Regions from separate parts of the Mus musculus genome. Here region 2 is linked to region 1. Evidence: chromatin contacts called from public promoter capture Hi-C data. All regions are on one chromosome and are shown on one strand. The core of a region is the stretch at or near the end of the contact, and the rest is flanking DNA. Distances in the headings are between cores, read along the strand shown.

Region 1 (7,101 bases), core at 2,380-4,879:
TAATCCAGATGTGAGGATTAAAGGCGTGCATTATAGGTATGCGCCATCACTCTTAGCAGGAGGTGTGCACCCTTTCTCTGCCCTCCCCCTTAAGCTAGGATCTCACCGTGTAGTTCCTACTGGCCTGGAACTTGCTAGCCACTGCTTCTGCCAAAGGCATCACCATCACTAGCCAAGGTCACTTTTTATTTAGTGGTCCATTTTGTTTGGTGGTGCCCTGTAACCCCCAAGATTGAGGGGAAAGGATCATGATGTCTCAGAAGGCAAAGTAGCTGTTAGAGATCTGGAGCGCTGCTGGTTTTGTTTCCAAAGTGGCTGTGTTCCATGATTGTATATTATATATTGGCTGTGGCTACTCTAGTGATTACTCTACTTTAGTAATTCCACAGAGAAGTGATAAAGATTGTAATGTTTGTTCTGTCCTTTCCAGAAAAAGTTTACCAAAATCTATTTTAATGATAAAGCATAGAATTTGCTAAGTGAAGTAATTTTTACTTTATACATTTGGGTGAGTGAGCCATTAATTTTGTTTTCTCAAAGTCAGTTATCCATGTTTCTATTGCCTGTGAAGGTAATTTTTGTAGTTATGTCTTGACTTTATTTAGGAAAAGATAGTTCAAATGTAAGACTATATGAGAGGCAGAAGAGTAATAAATATTATAGAAAGAATTTCCTAATGGGAAAAGATTTCTAAGGACCATGATAAACCTGTCAGTAACTTGAGAATTTTCTAGTATAGATCAAACCACATAAATTTTTCTAGCTAGTGAATTTTAAATTCCAAATAAAATTTCAGAGTTAGAAACATCCAAGAATGTCCTGTATGTGTTCTACATGATACACATGTTATAGTGATAAATACATAGAAAATTAGCTAAAAATCCCTTCATGCCCTGTATTCAGACTCTACAATGTAAATTTTGCTAAATTAATCATGTTAAGTTACATTCATGTTCCTAAAAGGAATATTGCCGTGTTCTTCAAAGCACTCAGTGGTATTGCTGAAGTGTCTGCCAGGCTTCTCCAAAGTTACTATTTACTTGGGAATGGTGGCTCATGCTGTAATGTCATCACCAGAAGGATCATAATAAGTTCTAGGCCACCTGGGCCACATGGACAATTCCAATTCAAGGCAAGTGTGACTATACATTGACACACTATCTTCCTTCCTTTAGGGGGAAAAATACTACAATGGGGAGCAATTTCAGAACTCTGTAAAGTTGTTTTTTCGTGGAATGTGTCCGAGTCACTGCTTGCCTAACTGCTTTTAGACTCATGGACTCTCATTCTCTTGAGTGGATTGTGCTGTATTAATTTCAACGTTTGATGCTTATGTTACCTCATGTTTGGCCAGTGAAAACTTGTTGGCTTCTGTCTCATTTTGATTTGTTTTTGTTTTAAAATTTCTGACATAGCATGTTGTTCCAGGTTCAGTTTGTACCTGGCCTTCCTAGCTCCTAATTATATACACACACACACACACACACACACACACACACACACACACACACACACAGAGTACTTATTCTTTGTGGTGGGAAACTTTATTTGCCACTAAGCCTGAGGACCTCCTTGAGTGTGATACTTGGAATCCACATAATGGAAGGAGAGAACCTCCGCCTGGGCCCTCCATGTGTGTTGGTGGCAGGCACATCCATACATTAATACAGTCACACAATACATAGGTTTCTTTTGTTATAATGAGACTAAGAGAACACTGTAGTAGCATTGCATAAACCCCTTAATTTACAGAATGTACATCAAGTACTTAAAAGAACAAAGCCAATGGACGTGAACATTATGTCTGTCTAATTTTTTATTTTCAAGATTTATTTAGTGTGTATACAGTCATCTGCTTTTATGTATGCCTACAGGCCACAGATGGTTGTGAGCCACCATGTGGTTGCTGGGAATTGAACTCAGGACCTCTGACAGAGTAGACAGTGCTCTTAACCTCTGAGACATCTCTCCAGCCCGTGTCTGTCTAATCTTGCCCAACAGTTTTTCTTCCATGTGAGCCATGTTATCTGTTCATATATGTTTACCTTTGCATATCTTCAGGCATACTGTTCTCCTTGTTTGGAATATCTTTTTAGCCTTTACAGATTCGATTTATGGTTTTAGTCCTTTATAAAATGCAATGTGGTATTAACAGATTATAAAAATTACTTGCATAGATGTTAATTCTCTATTCTAAACATGGTTATCCTTAAGGGCATCAGCCACTTAACGTTTTTTATTTATTTGGTTTATTTATTTATTTAGGTGTTTTTTTTTTTTGGTTTTTCGAGACAGGGTTTCTTTGTGTAGCCCTGGCTGTCCTGGAACTGACTCTGTAGATCAGGCTGGCCTTGAACTCAGAAATTCGACTGCCTCTGCCACCCAAGTCCTGGGATTAAAGGCGTGTGCCACCACACCCAGCACGTTTTTTATTTTTGAAATGATATCTTGATATGAGATAACCTGGAACTTGCTTTGTATACCTGCCTGACATTACCCTTGGTGTGATGATTCTGTGCCTATTTCCTGGGTGCTGGGATTATAGTCATGGCCTGTGGCATGTGACTCAGGTGGTTTGTGTGTTTGTTCATTTGTTCCTCCCTTCTGTCTATCTGTCCATTTGTCCTTTGTTTTTTCTGAGACAGGGTTTTTCTGTGTAGCCTTCGATGTTATGGAACTCTCTAGATTGGACTGGCCTCAAGACTGGCCTGCCTCTCTACCTCCTGAGTGCTAGGATTAGATACATGTGCCACCACTGCCCAGCTACGGGATAGTTTCTAGATAGTTGTAGTAAAGGTTAAGTTATAGTATCTCTGTAGTAATGATTGGAGTAAATTACCTCTTAATTGTATTCCACAAATAGTCGATGATATACTCAGTATCTAGAATCATCTTCTGGAAGGACAACTTTGTGTCAGTGTCCTTTAAATTTTTTTTTTTTAATGGTTCTACTTTTACACTGTTAAGGTTACATTTTTCTTAATGTTCCTTGTATGCACAACAGGTTCTGACCCCCACCTTCCTACAGTTCCATGTCAGATCATTCTAGTCCAGCAGTCACAGTCAGCTTCTAGTATTTTTGTATTTTCTTTTTCTTAAAACTTGCTTTTCTTTTAGATTTCTCTTAAGGATTTGCCTTTCCTATGGGAAATGATTGTTTTTCAAGACCGTATCTTTTTCTGCTCTCTTTATATATTCTCAGCAAATGGCATTTCACAGTAGTACTTGGAGCAAAGGTAGTGATAGCTTTTGTTTCCGCCTCTGGATACTCCTGTGTTGTGCTTTTAAGACCCTGTTGCATATTGTATTCTGGTTGTTTGTAAATACTTGTGTCTCTGAGAGCATAAATTTCTAGTGTGAGTTTTGTGTTTGATGGGTAATCAGAAAATATATACATAGGTATCATGTGATCTTTTCAACCTGTCAGAAAACACCATAAAATTATGATTTAGCTTTTGGTTGAGGAAGCTGACTCTGATTTTCTGATTTAAATAAGCCTATATTCATCTGGACTTTATTTTGCCCAAATTATTGTGACTTCTTTTTTCTTGCCAAGCAGCCCATGGAATTGTGTAATTGAGAAGCTAGCGAGTGAAATGCTTTCTGTAGTTGTAGCAACTATTACTTTAGTGTTGCTCAAAATAACCTCTCACCTTTATATTGTGGTAGTTTTCAGCCTGTGATTAAACATTAAAGGACGTTCATAACTTCTGAAATTACATGGATGTCTAAGCTTTTCTGTTGTGTAGCTAAAGCAACTTCTCTAATAGAAATGTGTATAGGAATCAGATGGGAGAGGAATGAATTGTGCTTCAGAAGGTATTTTCTGGGTGGCTCACACATTCATTAGTGAGGCCCATTCTTTTGCTTTCTTTTTTTTTCCCCCTTTGGTTTTCGAGACAGGGTTTCTCTGTGTAGCCCTGGCTGTCCTGGAACTCACTTTGTAGACCAGGCTGGCCTCGAACTCAGAAATCCACCTGCCTCTGCCTCCCGAGTGCTGGGATTAAAGGCGTGCACCACCACGCCCGGCTAGTAAGGCCCATTCTTAACTTCAGGAGGACTATGATGACTTTCATGTTTAAAACATTATAGTGGATATAATTACATTTGAAAGGTGTGAGAAAAAAATCTTAGATCTGGATTTAATTTAATCATATTTTAAAACAAATCTAAAATGGAAAAACCTTTAACCCTGACGCTTAACTCATTGATTGCTGTCCTATTTCCACAAGCATTTGTTTCTTTCCTGCTCGAGTATTTAGCACTGGCCTTTGGATCTTTGGCAGCAGGAACTATGCTAGCTGTTAAGTTTCTTTTCTTTTTCAAAAAAGTATTTATTTTATGTGTATGAATACACTGTAGCTGTCTTCAGACACACCAGAAGAGGGCATCAGACCCTATTACAGCTGGTTGTAATGTAGCAACCATATGGATTCCAGGAACTAAACCCAATCCTCTGGAAGAGCAGACATGGCTCTTAACTCTGAGCCATGTCTCCAGTTCCCAGCTATTAAAGTAGTAATACTTCATGGGTTAACCCAAGCCCAGCGTATAGAGAGAGAATACAAGTGAGCATTGCTAAGGTAGATGAGCAGAGCCCGAGGAGCAAAGGATAAGAAAAACAAGCTACAATCAAAGTACAGAGAAGTAAGAGGGCTTTGCTAAACAGCGGCATCTTAGCAGTTGCCTCTTAGGTAACCAATTCTTCACCAATACGATGTTTGGTGTGCAGCACTAATAATCCTTTGGTACTATACCTAGAGCTGCTTCAGAGATGTGTGATCTTTTCCTTTTAATTTATAAAGGTCTTTTTTTTTTAAAGATTTATTTATTTTATGTATGTGAGTACACTGTAGCTGTACAGATGGTTGTGAGCCTTCATGTGGTTGTTGGGAATTGAATCTTTAGGACCTCTGCTTGATTTGGTTGGCCCTGCTCACTCAGGTCAACTCTGCTCGCTGAGCCATCTGGCCAGCCTATAAAGGACATTCTTGTATGTAGTCCAAAATGCATTTAATGGAATGATTTTCTTCCTACTCCTGTCTCCTGTTGTTCTCAGGCAGTTAACTATGATTTTTTTTTATACATCCTTCCAGAAGGAAATCATACATATTATGCATGTTATATGGCCAGCTTTTTATTTATTTACTTATTTTTTCAGTCAGTATGTAGTCTAGCTAGGCCTGGAACTCTTTAGACCTAGCTGGTTTGGAACTCAGATCTGCCTGCCTCTGTCTTGTTTGCCATCATACCCAACCTGCTTTTTACATCTGTATTTTGTACTAGTTATAAAGAATATTTTTTACACATGCATGGTCTAAGTATACATAGTTTAATTAGTCCCCTGTTACATCCATATGTGTTGGTCCCACTTTTTGAGTTAATAGTGCATACTTATACATTGCTAGGTCGTTGCTTGATAAATACCCACATTGCTCAATCCTTTTTCTTTCATTCTTTTTTTTTTTCCTGTTTTGGTTTTGTTTATTTTTGTTTGTTTGGAGACAGGGTTTAAGAGTGTGTCTGTGTGTGCACAGCTCATGTTTCATCCTCTCACTTTTTTTTTAAGATTTATTTATTTATTACATGTAAGTACACTGTAGCTGTCTTCAGACACCCCAGAAGAACGCATCAGATCTCATTATGGATGGTTGTGAGCCACCATGTGGTTGCTGGGATTTGAACTCAGGACCTTCTGAAGAACAGTCAGTGCTGTTAACCGCTGAGCCATCACTCCAGCCCATCCTCTCACTTTTTAATCATCTAATATGGTATAGTGCATACTGTTGACAATTATATATGTAACACAGAATTTAGAATTTAAGTCTCAGAATGTCCACAGTCTTTGTATAGGTTTTTTAACATTGTCTTCTGGAAGAATCAGTTTCAAGACCGTACAAATCTAAGAAATGCCTTTAGTTTATTTCCTTTTGTTTAGCAGATACATAGTTATCATTTTCAAGTTAAATTTCATTTAGGATGAAGATACTGGACCTGTAGTATGTTTAGTGCATACTAATATGGTCAAGAACCTGGCTTTAATTTCTATCCTACTCCTGACCCCTCCCCTCAAACAAAGCTCTACTGACTACTCTAGCTCACAGTGTCACTACTGAAGTCTGAACCTTTCCCCCCCCCCCCCCCTTTCTCCTTTTTGAGTTTCTTATATATCTCTGGCTGGCCTCAAATTCAAATACTATACATGTATAGGTAAGGATGACCATGAACTTAGCTCATCCTCGCTCCACCCTCCAAGTGGTGGGATGGCAGGCATTCCTCACCGTGCCTGGCTGTGTGGTACCTGAGTTTTGCAAGTCTAGGCAAACAGTTAAGCTGCACCCCTGGCCTCGGGTGGAATTTCAGTAATGGGGTTTCTCCAGATTCTATTGGCATGAGACATAGCTTTTTCTTCTTCTTTATTTCTTCTTTTGTTCTTTTTTAATTACAAAATATATATCCTGTGTCCGTGAATGTGTTGTGTATGGAGGTGCTGGTGCAGAGGATGCAGAGGTGTCAAACCCTTTGGAGCATCAGGAGCATCGTTACTTAAGGTTCTGAGCCACCTTCAGTGTGGGCGCAGGGGATTGAACTTGGGTCTTCAGGAACAGCACGTCGTTTACCTGCTGAGTCATCTCTTCAGCCCTTATATCTTTCTTCCATGGAGTTATATTTTGTTCCTTTGACTGGTTAGACTTTTTATTTTTTAAGATATAGAACATCTAGTATTTTTTTCTTTCTTTCTTTTTTTTTTTTTTTTTTGGTTTTTTTTTTTTTTTTTTTTTTTTGGTTTTTTACAAGACAGGAAGACAGGGTTTCTCTGTATAGCCCTGGCTGTCCTGGAACTCACTCTTTAGACCAGGCTGGCCTTGAACTCAGAAATCTGCCTGCCTCTGCCTCCCAAGTGCTGGGATTAAAGGTGTGAGCCACCACACCTGGCCTAGTATTCTTTAATTTTGTTTTTCAGCCTCTCATTTCACTTGATCTTAGAAAAGTATGGCTGGGTAGTGGTGGCACACACCTTTATTGAGCACAGCAGGGGCAGGGGCAAGGTGCACCTCAAGAGTAGCCTGGTCTACACAGAGAAGCCCTGTCTCAAAATAA
Region 2 (6,182 bases), core at 1,938-4,437, 120 kb after region 1:
GCAGTTTGAGAATACCCACTTCCCTGAAATCTGGGAGACAGCTGTAAGACACTCCTCTGCCTTGGAGTGACACCACCACTGAGCTGTTACAAAGTTTGCTTGTCTGTCAAGCAGCCACTTGATGGTGAAGGAAAGCGTTTAGCACCAGTGACAGAAGCATCCCTTCCTTCTGCTGTTTGCAGTGTCCATGTTCTGGACCCACCTTGAACATTACCTACTCTGATTTTTTTGGAGCCAGGCACTGTGATTGCTCCATTCTGAGCTGGTCCCCTCCCCTGGGATGGCACTTTCAGCCCAGGTCTGGGTCTGGGGTGGAAGTCTGCCTCCCAGCTCGCTCTTCGTCCCACTTACCACTGTATGGTGCTGTTGCCCACAGTGATCTCCCCAGCGTGGGGCTGCTGGGCCAAGGGTTTGACCACTTTCGCGGGTCTTGAGAGAAGCCATGGTCACCCTCTAGAGCACTAAGATCTCTGCCTCTCCCTTCATTTTTGTGGTTATTTATTTATGTAGAGATGTGTGTGAGGTAGGCCTTAGAGCTCTGGTGTCTCTGTACTTTGGACGTTAAAACTGAGAGCCTTGGGGCTGGAGAGATGGTTCAGCTGGTAAGAGCACTCCTGCTTGCTCTTCCAGAGGACCTGAGTTCTGTTCCCAGCACTAAGGTCAGGTGACTTACAGCCACCAGTGACTGTGTTACCCAGCACCCTCTCCTGGCTCCTGAAGACACTCTCACAGAGATGGCATACATCACACGTGCACACAACTAAAAGACTTTTTTTTTTTTTTTTTAACGAAAGGCTTCTGTGGTCGCAGTTGCTGTCTCTCTGGGCATTGCTGACCTCTGGGATCCTGCAGACTCATCCGGCCTGTGAGTGGAACTGGATGATGAGGGGGACCAAGGTGACCAACTGAGGCAAACTGTGACCTTGTAAGCTTGCCACGAGGATTGGCCACCCTGTCTTGCTATCTCTACAAGGGTTCATGGCAGTGGAATGAGCCAGAAGAATCCTCAGGATCTGTAGGGAGAGAAGATGGGCCAGTGACCAAGGGTAGGCAGAAAGCGTGAACTGTGAAGTCGACAAAGACAGCGATGCCTTCGTGAGTGAGTCCTGGTGCTTGTTTGCCAATCGTAAGATGGAACCAGATAGGTGATCTCAGATTCCTTTCACTTTGGAGTTTATGGCCACAGAGAACATTGACTTTCTCCAGTCACCTGTGTGGCACATAGGAAGATGTAAGTGTGTGATATCCCCTGAATCTCCAGGCCAGCCCACACCTAGAGCCCCTGCAGCTGGCCTGGAGGTAGATCTTGCTGTGGTCACCAAGCCTGCTGCAGCACCATTCAGGTCTAGATAGAGGGGGGAGGAGATAAGGGAAATAGATACAAATGCACCCTTCTAGAAACAGACTCAACAGGATGTTAGCCTGGACATTGCCCTGTGCCTTGGCCATAAAGACTCAGATGGCACTTAGAAGTAGCTGTTGTGACCCAGCCACATTCCTACCGTCTGTTCCTGGGGACACAGTAGCTTCCTAGCTTCCTTCCCACTGTCTTCTTGTCATGAAGAGCCTTAGACACCCACGGGCTACCGTAATGTTCTTCCCCAAGCACCCCATGAATTTCTTTTCTCAACTGGAGGCGGCATGGGCTGAGTTCTGAGCCTATAGCACAGAGCCCAGAGCCACGTGCACAGTGTGTGGTTACCTCTGAGAGGCCAAGAGAAACTCAAAGGAGGTGGTCAGGGTCGCCCTGTGGGGTGGAAACGTCAGGGGAGGGATCTGCAGGGATCTAGGGAGTGTTGTGAAGTGAGCAGGCTGTGAGGCCTGAACCTTGTGAAGAAGTTTAGACTTAGGGAAAGAACTAGAGGCCCTGGACCAGCAAGAGTGGAGACACTGGAGGTGGCCTTTGTCTCTGCCTGCAGAGAAATACCAAGGCTTAACTCAGACGCTGGCTGCCAAAGCTGAGGGGCCTTATGGGAAGCCCGGTGCTTGTGGCCGAAGCTCAGTGACCTAGAGGTCTTGGGCTCACTGGTCCCTTTCCGTACACTTGGGGCCTGTTCTCTGATCTCTTCCACTCCAGGGGCTCACCTGCTGCCTTTTCCCTTCCCTGCCACAGCCATCCCACTGCCTCAACCGCCACTGCCTCCCCCCCCCCCCCATTTCCTCTGGTCCATTACTGGTTGTAGATAGTAACCAGATATTGATTAGACATTTTGGAAATTACAGAAAACCAAGGAAGGTTTTTTTTTTTAAACAATCCTACCTGATGTAAGCACTATCAGCATTGTGTTCCCGTGCATTTCCCACCCCTCATCAAGCCTTCTCTGCAGATGTTATTTTCGGAGGTTGTGTAATGACTTACCTCATAACTGCAGTGAGTTTATACATTGACTGATGCGAGAGATTTGTGTGTTTCAGCATTTGAAAGATATTAAAGGGATGCCGGGAAATACCTTCCCCAGCTCCTGGCTTTTAAGCTGTGAGTCTAGCCCGAGGCCTGACGTCCTAGCGCTTTCCAGCCTTCCTGCAGGGTTATTTCTATCACTGTTGACCGGCACACCATCCCTCACTTTGCTCTCCCTGTGCTGTGTCTTGGCATTCCTTCTAAAAAGGTCATAAAGAGTGTCTTCACTGTTCCTTTGACCATGGGACATTCTTCTGGTACAGTGTAAGGAGTTGAGGAAGCCCTGAGTGACATGGGCACGGCATGCCAAGGACCAAAGCCTCAAACACACAGGAGAGGCAAAGCTCTTGTCTAGTCCAGATGTGAATGTGAGTGCAGGCAGGTGTGCACAAACGCACAACTGTAGCCCCTCCTCGGGCTCTCTCTACCAGGGCTCTAGCTTGTTCTGTCATCTTCAGGCAGAGGCTGGCTCTTCTCTGGCCTGGCTCTCCCACTCCTTTGCCTTCTGGTACTTGAAAGCTTGGATTTTGGGGGTCACTGCATACTTCCAGCAAGCCCTTGCCCTGGCATTGTAAAGATTGGGAAGGGCCCATGAACTGAAGCCATCTTCTCCTTTTGCTGTGCAAACTCCAGTCCTTGTCGGCCTCAAACCCAGTTAGGAGCAGAAAGGACTGTGGCAGCCAGTAAGATAAGCCCAGCTTCTGGCTGGCCCAGTTTCCAAAGCTCACTAGTAACTGATAGCAAGCTGGTGGAGACCAGACAAACTGGAATGGCACACAGGTAGAAAGGAAAGAGGCCCTTTGGCTGAGCCTCAGCTATTAGGAAAGTGTCCTGGTGACCCTGATACCCTATGGGCAACACAAAGACCAGTTTCTGTTTGCCCATTAACCACAGTGAGGGCTACTGAGGGGCCTTGGCAAGCCCTGCCTATGTGTGCAGGGTGGCTTGTTGCCAGCTATGCACAAGGCTTTGTCCCTTTGTTTCTCTTGACAGTCGGAGCTCTCAGGGTCTCATCTAGAGGACTCTGCTGTAGTCAGTTCAGATGACTTCAGCCTTTCACACCTCAGGAGAGATGGATGACCTTGGCTTCCATGTGGATATTGATGATAGCATAGTCCAGCCCATGTCTGAAAAGTATCACAACTGAGATTTAGGTTAGGTCTGGGCCATACTGTTAGAAGTCCAGGGCTCTAGACCCCTCTTTCCCAGAAGCTACCCTATTCTAAGGGGTGCAGGTGCACAACAGAACCAGCATTTGGCTCCCACGATGCCCAGAAAAATGGCTGCTGTGTGAGTCCAGGTAGCGTCAACATTTCCTGGCCCACTAAGAGGGTGGTGGGTGATAGCTGGCCTCACTGGTCTGACTGGCACTGTTAATCCTACCATACTCAGACTGCAGAGAGAAGGCTGCTCGGCTGTGGGAAAGGCCCAGGAGGCATGCTGGGCTGCTCCTGAGAACCTGGCACCTCACCTATTCCATTTCCTCTTTCTTGTTAGTATGGTCTCTTTCCCCTCTCTCTTAGCATCTTTCGTAGGGAAGACAGAGTACATTCTTAACAAACGTCCTAAAAAGTAGTTTGTTGAAAAGCAGTAGTAGCTGGCCTTAGTCCCAGCACTTGCAGGGAGGCACAGGCAGGTGGATCTCTGTGAGTTCAAGGCCAGCCTGGTCTACAGAGAGAGTTTCAGGACAGACAGCACTATACAGAAAAACCCTATCTTGAGAAACCAAACTAAACCAAACCAAACCAAACCAAACAAGTAGTAGCAGTAGTTCTCCGTGTCCTGCACCATAGGCCCAGGACATGTGGATAGTAGGTGCCATCTGTCACTCTTTCTGCCCTTTGTACTATCTACTGGGTTGAATTTTTACTTGTTTGTCTCAGATAAGAGCTCACTTTGTAGCCCAGGCTAACTTGAGCCCCCTGCAGCCTCTTGTTCCTACGTCCTAGCGTTCCGGGTCAGCAGGACTACGCTGGTTTATATTTTATTTTTGTTTTGTTTTACTTTGCAGGGGTGGGGGAGTTTGGTTTGGTTTAGTTTAAACAAAGGGTCTTACTGGATCGCTGAGATTGCCTAGAGCTCAGTGTGCCTACCTCAGCCTTCACCTGAGCCTGCACCTCACTCCACTGCCTCAGTCTTCCATCAGTCAGTGGAGGCTGCAGCTGTCGGTTTCAGCTTCTTCACTGACGACTGGATATCTTTAATTTGCCTCTCTTTGTTACTGGATTTTAGTAATTTGGCAGTGGTTTGCCTACATATACTTTTCTTTGAAGTTCATGGGTTTTCTTGTTTGTGACAGCGTTTCAGGTATCCCAGCCTGGCTGCAAACCCAGTCTGTAACCCACCTTGAACTCGCTGTCCTGCCTGTACCTCCTGAACCCTCGGAACACCACAGAGATGCACCACCCTGCTTGGTTCTGCATATTAGAGATTAGATCCAGTGATTCCTTCAGGTCAGGCAAGCACTCACCCCTCAGCTACAGCCCCAGCCTGGAGTTCACCGTCTTCTTTAATCTATGGTTTGACAATTCTTTCCTCCATGTGTAGGCATCACTTAAGCACAGTGCCCACGGAGGTCAGAAGAGTGTCCGATTCCCATGAACTGGAGGTGCAGACGGTTGTGAGCTACCACGTCAGTACTGCAGACTGAACTTGGGTCTTCTGCCAGAGCAACATGCCCTTAGCCACTGGGCCAGCTCTCCATCTCATTTCATTAAATTCTGTATGGTTCTGTGCGAACATTCAGTCATTGCAGGGCATGGTGGTGCAGGCCTGTATTCCCACCAGCACTTGAGAAGCAGAAGCAGGAAGATATCCAATAGAAAGACAGCCTGGCTGGTGAGATGGCTCAGTGGGTAAGAGCACCCGACTGCTCTTCCAAAGGTCCGGAGTTCAAATCCCAGCAACCACATGGTGGCTCACAACCATCCATAACGAGGTCTGACTCCCTCTTCTGGAGTGTCTGAAGACAGCTACAGTGTACTTACATATAATAAATAAATAAATCTTAAAAAAAAAAAAAAAAAAAAAAAAAAAGGGCTGGTGAGATGGCTCAGTGGGTAAGAGCACCCGACTGCTCTTCCGAAGGTCCGGAGTTCAAATCCCAGCAACCACATGGTGGCTCACAACCATCTGTAACAAGTGACTCCCTCTTCTGGAATGTCTGAAGACAGCTACAGTGTACTTACATATAATAAATAAATCTTTAAAAAAAAAAAAAAAGAAAGAAAGAAAGACAGCCTGTGGCACATAGCAAAACTGTCTTCAAAACTCAGTCATTATCTCTTTAAAATTTAAGTCTTATCATATTCCATAGGCATCCAGGGTATGTGGTGCCTGCCTGTTATCCTAGCACTTGGGGGAAAATGCTGGGGGGGTCAGGAGCTCAGGGCCACATGGGACACATGAGACCCATTTTAAAAGGAAGAAAAGAAGACTGTGAAGAAAGCTCAGTGGTTAGAGGTGGTTGCTGCCAAGCCTGATGGCCCATGTTGAAGGGGAGAAGTCACTCCTCCAGGCTGTCCTCTGACCTCTGTGGTACATGTGCACACACACACATGCACAAGATAGGTAGGTAGGAAGGTAGGTAGGTAGGTAGGTAGGTAGGTAGGTAGGTAGATAGATAGATAGATAGATAGATAGATAGATAGATACAGACAGACAGACAGACAGACAGACAGACAGGCAGGCAGGCAGACAGGCAGATAGAGATAACAACAACCAAACCCTGCAGAAATAGAAAAAAGTGGAAAATTACTTCTTTTTTACTTTATATTTTGGG

What was found. Capture Hi-C pulls out chosen DNA fragments and counts their contacts.
Region 2: a contact with region 1 is called in a promoter capture Hi-C map of liver. The contact joins two enhancer-like sites. A contact is called at or near these places in 1 of 15 datasets of contacts at CTCF or cohesin (pro-B cells), 5 of 484 Hi-C or Micro-C datasets (the HL-1 cell line, bone marrow-derived macrophages, embryonic stem cells and 1 more), 3 of 115 datasets of contacts at active chromatin or transcription factors (embryonic stem cells, microglia and regulatory T cells) and 2 of 9 other capture datasets (adipose tissue and liver).

What each region holds. Positions count from the first base shown.
Region 1 is chr9:110,578,767-110,585,867 of GRCm38.p6, forward strand. All of the region lies in intron 12 of Setd2 (SET domain containing 2), which reads left to right. Among named protein-coding and RNA genes, the nearest start is that of Nradd, 42 kb to the right of the region's middle. Within about 2 kb of position 3,630, at least 7 of the 459 cell types and tissues checked have an H3K27ac peak or open chromatin away from gene starts, as enhancers often do. A contact at or near this core is called in liver, where this site is marked.
Region 2 is chr9:110,699,879-110,706,060 of GRCm38.p6, forward strand. All of the region lies in intron 2 of Ccdc12 (coiled-coil domain containing 12), which reads left to right. Among named protein-coding and RNA genes, the nearest start is that of Gm35715, 28 kb to the left of the region's middle. Within about 2 kb of position 3,188, at least 14 of the 459 cell types and tissues checked have an H3K27ac peak or open chromatin away from gene starts, as enhancers often do. A contact at or near this core is called in liver, where this site is marked.